Regions from separate parts of the Capsicum annuum genome. Here region 2 is linked to region 1. Evidence: chromatin contacts called from public Hi-C data. All regions are on one chromosome and are shown on one strand. Each heading gives the region's core, a stretch centred on a gene start, on an enhancer-like site or on the middle of the called end of the contact. The rest is flanking DNA. Distances are from core to core; before and after follow the strand shown.

Region 1 (3,773 bases), core at 910-3,409:
TCTTATCTTTACCATTGGCGCGGTATTGACACCCTTCCAATCAGGGTACAGATTGGACGGGCATGTCAGTTAAATACTACTTCCCACAGTTTTAGTTACAGAATCAGAACTGTCAAATACAGTCATACAGTTCCAGTAAAAGAACTTAGATAGTTTTCAGTTTCAGAACTGTCAGATACAGTTATCTCAAAATAGTACGGGACTCGGATAGTTCCATTAGAAACTAGATTTTCAGATACAGTCACTTATAATATCAGTTATATCAGTTACATCGGTTATCAAATTGTGAAACCTTTGCATTAGCCTACCTCACATGCATACCAGTACATTCCATCGTTCTGATGCATTTGCACTATGGTATTTTACTTTACGCCATAGGTTCCGAGGCACGAGCTCCAAAGCAGTCAAAAACATTACTCAAAAACTTCAAATGAAGAAAGGAGCAATGTCCAAATTTGAAATATTAGCTTCATATATGGAAGAAGTCAAGCGAGATTTAATGAGAAATCTTGATTAAGGATGTCCTTCAAATATGTCCATATCATCCGCAGGTCATACCACGGAGAATGAAGAAAAATGCTTAGCTGGGGAATCTCAAAGCATCCGAAGTGATGAAGAACTAGATCCAGATGAATACTTGAAGAAGTTCGAGGATATACTGGAAGAATCCTTTTCATCTGCAAAAGGTAAAGGGAAAAAATGAATTAATGAAAGACCCCACCACTATTGGTATTATTGGGGAGACGGCTATGAAGACAAATAGCTTTTTGAAAAGCAAACAGTAAAGGCCACTAACTTTCTGAAAAAGTAAAGGTCATTTCTAAATAGTAAAGGCCAACTGTGAATAGTAAAGGTCATTTATTACTTTGTCTTTTTTAGAGCATCCGCTATATAAGGAGCTCATTTTCATTTTGTAAAAAAAGGTTTTAGAACCACCTCTCTCTCTATTACTCTCTCAACCACTCTCTTGTAATATATTCTGAGTTTGAAATAAAATCTTTCAGTTCTGAGCACATCCATCCGTAGTCAGGTATAATTTAAATTTATAATTTAAATTTAAATTTCTTTACTTGTTCTTAGCCTAACGATAGGCTAAATACTTAGTGTTGAACTATAGAAGTCTATGCTACTAGTATGATATGGCATACATCATTCAAATAAGAACCAAATCATTCAAATGATATTAAGATCGCAATACATAGACTTACAGTAATAATTTTGATTCAGGCATCATGCCGGAGGTCTAATTGAAAGGTATGTTAGTCAGGTGGGTATTAAAGGTTGTGTTTTGGACCCGTTATGAATCAAAACTATTCCTATGAATTTATGTTTTGCTTGTAAATGTTCCTGTAATATCATTTGAAGCGATTCGGTCCTTACTTAGTATCAGAGCCAAAAATGCTACTTTTCCAAACAAAGATAAGATTCTTGGGTCATAATATTGACCAAGGAAAAATAATTCCTATCAATAGAAATATTGAATTTGCTTCTAAATTCTCAGATGTTATAACAGATAAAACTCAATTGCAGAGATTTCTGAGAAGTCTGAATTATATATCTCTTTTCATAAAGGATTTAACAAAAAATATGCTGCCAATAATAATAATAATAATAATAATAATAATAACAAGAATAATAACAATAAGAATAACAATAATAACAACAGCAATAACAATAACAATAACAATAACAACAACAACAATAACAATAACAACAACAACAACAACAACAATATTATTATTATTATTATTATTATTAATAATAATAATAATAATAATAATACAATCCAAACGAAGCATGAACAGCCACTCCTACACGTGAACACAGAACTCGAAACTCCAATATCCTTTATCCAACACTTGCTAACACCGCAACCTGAGGACACCATTGCCACCTTTGCACTCACTAGCAACAGGTATAATTCATATTCTTCGATCTCAATTTATATAATTATATTTAATTTGCTATAAAATTTATGAAAAAATATTTTTAAAATATTTTATTTAAAATTTTAATTTTAAAATAATTAAATTATCAGGTGTGGCACATCACATATAAATTATAGGTACATTAATTTTTATAAAATATGAAATAAAAGGATATAATTTATTTATTTTAGATATTAAAAATAGCTTAATAATTTATTTATTTTGGCGTTGACTAAGAAAGTGCCATATAAATAGGGATTGAGGGAGTATTTTCTTTTTCTTTTCTATCCTTCTTACCCTGTGAATTAAATGCAAAATTGTTGTGTTAATGCTGAAAACTTGTGAGTATCTACTGTTGATGATTTCTCTTTGCCTAGTGAACTATGATAAATTGGGAGGATCGGAACTTTATGTTTTCCGTGGGAACAGCAGTTGATACATAGTGCCCACCACGTGTTTGATAATTTGCCACTTTGATATTTACACCTATTTGACGAAGTCTTAGTAGCTAAAAGGCGTATTGGTGGTTTCTTAGGATTAATATTGAGGTGTTACATATGTTTTAGCTGTAGGTTGAGCTAAATGTCAGCATCACACGATTGTGACGTTGCGCTCATGTGTTGTCCTATATTCAGTTGGAAACTTTTGCTGAAAAAAATCTATGGTGTTAAGCATGACTTTGTTTCAATAATACACTTGGATTTGTGAGTGAAATAATGTGCTTCTCATTAGGATCATTTCATGCACTTGGATGCTTAGATCCTACTATTCTTGCCTTGTCGGAGTACTATTTTTGCCCTAGTCATCCCGTTTTGAGCCTTTTATACCTTTTTGTTGGCATCCAAGTACTAAGCCGTGCACCTTTTGATATTTATTATCTTTTCCAAGTTTGAAGAAGAAGAAGAAAATAGAAGTATGCTTGAAATAAGAAAGAGTTGGGTTGATTGGGCATTGGAAGATAATGGAAAGTTGGGTACTTCATGGAAAATAAAGGAAGGAAAGAAGGTCTAGCTAGCTCAAGTATTTGTGATGGTTAAGGAAATTTGAGTCACTTTTATCCATATTTATCCTACGATGCCTGAATCCTATGATGCCTGAAGCCTATTTTACAACCCCATTTAAGTCTTTGATCTCAAACCAAGCGCTCTACATTAGTGGGGAAATACAAGACGGGCAAGCCTATGGTACCATACTTGTTTGCCTAAACCGCGATGACATCTAACCAAATCCATTAGGTGAACCCACTTCCCTTGTCCCAAAAAGAACAATTACTGATTTTAGCATAGAGCTGATACTGTAAAATTGTATCAAAACCTGTCTTGGGGCTGTGTAAATGCTCATCTAATACCTCCTGTAGGTTAGTACATTATTAAAGAAAAATACTACACACATTTACGTGAAGTAAGGCTTGAAGATAGTGTTCATTGAGCTTTGAAACGTGGCATCCACCAAAAACATGTAATGCCCTCCATGAGTTTTGAAAGCTTTTTGGAGATAACCTTAGTTTCCATTCTCAGTTGATGGAACCTTAGTTTCTATTCTCAGTTGATGGCTACCTTCTTCCCTAATCCACCTTAGAAATTATCTTGACGCACTCAATTTATCTAGTAAGTCCTCGATGAATGGTATGGAAAACTTATGCTCCACTGTGCATCTGTTTGAGTCCTTGTGGTCCACATACACACACCAATAATCCTTTATCAAAACAAAGAGAAAACGCCAATAACCAACTTTCTTTCCAACCAAAACAAACAGATGATGTGCAAAGGGCAGCTACTTGGTTGTACTATTCCCTGCTCCAATATGACTTGCCCAGTTGGTACCAACGAGTCAATTACCAAATAT
Region 2 (3,894 bases), core at 791-3,290, 610 kb before region 1:
AAATTTATAATTATATTGCTGTAAGACATGTAATTCTAAATCCATTGACTGTTCTAGTTCAAGATATCTAACATATGTCTAGAGCAGTACAAAAATTACAGAAATTTGATATCCCACAAGCATAATCACAATTAAATGATAGGCGCCAAGATTACAAATGTGTTGCAACAACAGCAATAATATAGAGAATAGCATAAATGTAAACCTTACCCCTGCCTTTGTAGGATAGAGAGATCGTTTCCAACAAATTCAGCTCAAAAGAGGTGTTTTCGAAGCAAGAGTGGTAGTAAAATATGACAGCAAAACAGCAAGAGACAACGCAAAAGAAAACTTTTGAATACGTTCGTAGTTGTTAAACTTAAACCATCACCTTCTTATATTATATATATTACATAAACTATGTTAGAATAAAGAATACATACGTTGTTCTTATTTTATAAAACAAACCAAGAATGTAACAAGAAAAGAATTAAAAAAATGCAATCATCAATAACAGAATCTATGCCTACATAATTACGCTTATAATTTTTAATGCAATATCATTCCTTGAACCTTGGCTCCACATTCGCAACTACCAATAATAAGCTCAATTAGTCTGAGTAACCTCAACGACGATGACGATAACAACAACATACCCAATGTAGTACTACAAAGTATGGTCTGGGGAGGGCAGAGCGTACACAAACCTTACCTCTACCTCATAGGTGACTTAAAGAGATTGTTTTCAATAGAGACAAAAATAATTTAAAAAATACGTAAAACGTAGAAAAGAATAAAACACTAGTTGGACAACTTCAACAGATTATCATTATTAATACATCAATCAATGGCTTTTTTTAATGTATGAATAAACTTTATATAGTGTGAATAGGGGTTAGAAACAACTTAATTCAAAGAAACCAACTTTAGTGGGGCCAACATCAAAAATTACTAGTATAATACTACTATCATTCATTAAGCATGAAAGCAGCCATTTGCGTACACAAATCTTTTTTCCACAATTTCAGCCTTATCTCATGCTAATTAAGCGTATTCAAACGATACAAACAACTTATAAAACGTCAAAAAATCATCTCAACACTTCAAATAAATTGATTAAACAGAACCAGTCAAATTGAAAAAATAAAATAAATTATTGTAAAACCAAAGAAAATCATCAACTTCATAACTTACAAGAAGAAAAATCTAAAAGCATTTATGGCTTTCAGCTTCGTTTTATATAAAGGTGTTTTACGGGAAATTTAATTTAGTTTAAAAAGACTTTTAACTTGATTAATTTTTTTATCCGATTTAACATGATTATTAGTACATATCATTTCTTAAAGTCCGACATAGAAATTTTCAAATTAAAGTGTTTTCAATATAGAATCTAAAGTGGTCAATGAGCAAATGGAAAATCACAACGTCTCAAGTAAATTTTCGACTTACCTGATACCCATATTATATACCCAGTAAAATTAATAAAAGAGTGCCCTACCTACACGACAACAGTTCTTAAAAAAAAATTAATATAGCACCAAAGTGGTCAATAAACAGATTAAACATCACGAGGTCTCGTATTAGATTTTTAGCGGTAAAAATTATTATTTGTTTAAGTGAATAAAATTACCCATATTATGCCACGTAAAATTAGTCAAAAGTACGTGCAACCTAGTCAGCAACGGTTCATCAAAAGGAAAAAAGTTTTTAACATAAAGCTTTTAATTACTACAAGGTAAAAAAGGTGATATAAAACAGAAACAAAAACGAATACCTTGATTTCGAACTCTACATGAAAACAACCACCTGAACACAATTCAAAATACTCAAAATCCACCTCCAGAAAGGAAAAAACAGAATTTTCCCGCAAAATGATTTCGCCGAAAAATGAAAGAACAGCTCTGTACACTAAAAATTCCCCTATGTGCAGGGTCAAAAGAAAAAGGTTCGACCACAAGAGAAGATATTGATGATTGAGAGAAAAAATAGTTAGAAAATGAAAGGACAAAGAGAGGAAGTGAAAAGAAGTGTGGAAGGTGGGAAGGGTTTTTGAAACTCATTTTATAGTATGTGATTTTTGCAGTGTCATTTTTCAAAGAAATAAAAAAAACAGAAAGAAAAATAAGATTTATTTATTTGACAGCTAATATCCAACCATATAAAGAGGAAAAAGGCGGAAGGGAGTAGTTAAATTAAAATCTACATGATGTCATTTCTGTTTTTTTCTTTTATATAAATAATATAAATGAAAATGACTTGTGATGTGAAAAGCATATTTACTGTTACTTCAGTATTTTTGAACTGTTATTTACTTCTTTCCTGAAAACTCTATACTCCCTCCGTTTAAAATAGAACGAACTATGTTTATTTTTAGTCCATTTTAAAAAGAGTGATCTTTTCGTTTTTTTTGATAATATTTTAATTTTAATTTTTTATATGGTATATTTAAGACCACAAGATTAAAGAACATTTTGATACATTTGACATAACTTTAATTTAAGGCTACAAGATTCAAAAGTTTTCTTTAATTTCTTAAACTTTAAACTTGTATCAAGTCAAAATAGATCATTCTATCCATTCCTAGTTATCTGATTGTCTTGCTCACCTTCTCTAATAAACTATTCAATTCTAAAAAATTAAAAATAATATTAGTAGTTCATTTCTAATTAAGTTTTATTTTCTTTTAAGTTGATGTTGATTATTATATTTAAACTGAAGCACATATTAGAAAGATAATAATCAAAATATTTTTAAAAATCCAAATATGCACTTATTCAGAAACAAAATCACAACTCAGAAAAAGTAACAATGGGAGTAGTTTTTTGTTTAATCCTTTGGATTACGAAATATTATTATTATGAGTACAGAATTTTATTACTTTCCCCAACTCATTTAAGCAGGCATTTAGATATTAAAAATAAAAGTATATTTATTTTATTTGAAAATTTTGAAATTAGAATTGGAGTTGTGTTTGACCACAAATTTGAAGTTAATATTTAGATTCAAGTATTTTTCTAAAAGAAAATTTAAAAATATTAAACATACAATATAATTCAAATGGGGTTATTTTATGAAAATAAAAAAGTTTAAATTTGTTTAAAGAAAAAAAAGTAAAGGCAAAATGACCTTCTAGACCCATATATTATGTCGGTTTTATAAGTTGAACACGTCTACTTACATGTTTGTCATATGGACCCTTGAACCATTCAAAAGGAAACATTTTGCACCCTTTGACCGTTGACCTTGCCTATGTGGCAAGGTCATGCTGACTAGGACAAGGAAAGTGTACCCACTCGTCTGGGGGTGCGAGTGAGGGTCATTTTTTTGTCAATTTAACATTAGAATAAATTTTATATATATATATATGTATATATATATATAATTTTAAAAAAGGGATCTTTTTTTTTCTCCATGTTTTTAAATTTGAAAATATTTTTAAAAATCTAAAAAAGAAAATATTTTTAAAATTTTAAAAAAAAATTAATATATTTTTAAAATTTTAAAAAAAATTAAAAATATTTTTATAATTTAAAAAAAAGGATCATTTTTTCCCTCCATCTTTTTAAATTTAAAAATATTTTTAAAAAAATTTAAAAAAATTTCTAAAATAATTTCAAAATAATTTAAAAATATTTTTAAAAATCAAAAAATTATTTTAAAAATATTTTTAAAAATTTTAAGAAATATATTTTTCCCTCCCCATCCCACCCCAGCCCGTCCCCACTCCCACACCCCACCCAGCCCGTCCCCACCCCCACACCCCCTAACCCCTTCTTTTATTCCTCCATCCTTTTTAATTTAAAAATATTTTTAAAAATTTAAAAATATTTTTAAAAATTTAAAAATATTTTTAAAAATGTAAAAATAATAAATTTTAAAAAAAATTCCCACCCCCCCCCCCCCTCCACCCCCTTC

The links. Hi-C and Micro-C count contacts between places; a contact is called where the count stands out from the background.
Region 2: a contact with region 1 is called in a Hi-C map of bud, with 3 times the contacts expected there. The contact joins the promoter of LOC107856097 here to the promoter of LOC107847613 in region 1. A contact is called at or near these places in 2 of 5 Hi-C or Micro-C datasets (bud and placenta).

What each region holds. Positions count from the first base shown.
Region 1 is chr1:218,447,496-218,451,268 of UCD10Xv1.1, reverse strand. It overlaps LOC107847613 (pentatricopeptide repeat-containing protein At5g43790), which reads left to right and starts at 2,159. Exons shown (of 2, transcript XM_047408957.1): 1 at 2,159-2,269.
Region 2 is chr1:219,053,953-219,057,846 of UCD10Xv1.1, reverse strand. It overlaps LOC107856097 (transcription factor bHLH153), which reads right to left and starts at 2,040. Exons shown (of 6, transcript XM_047408960.1): 1 at 1,754-2,040.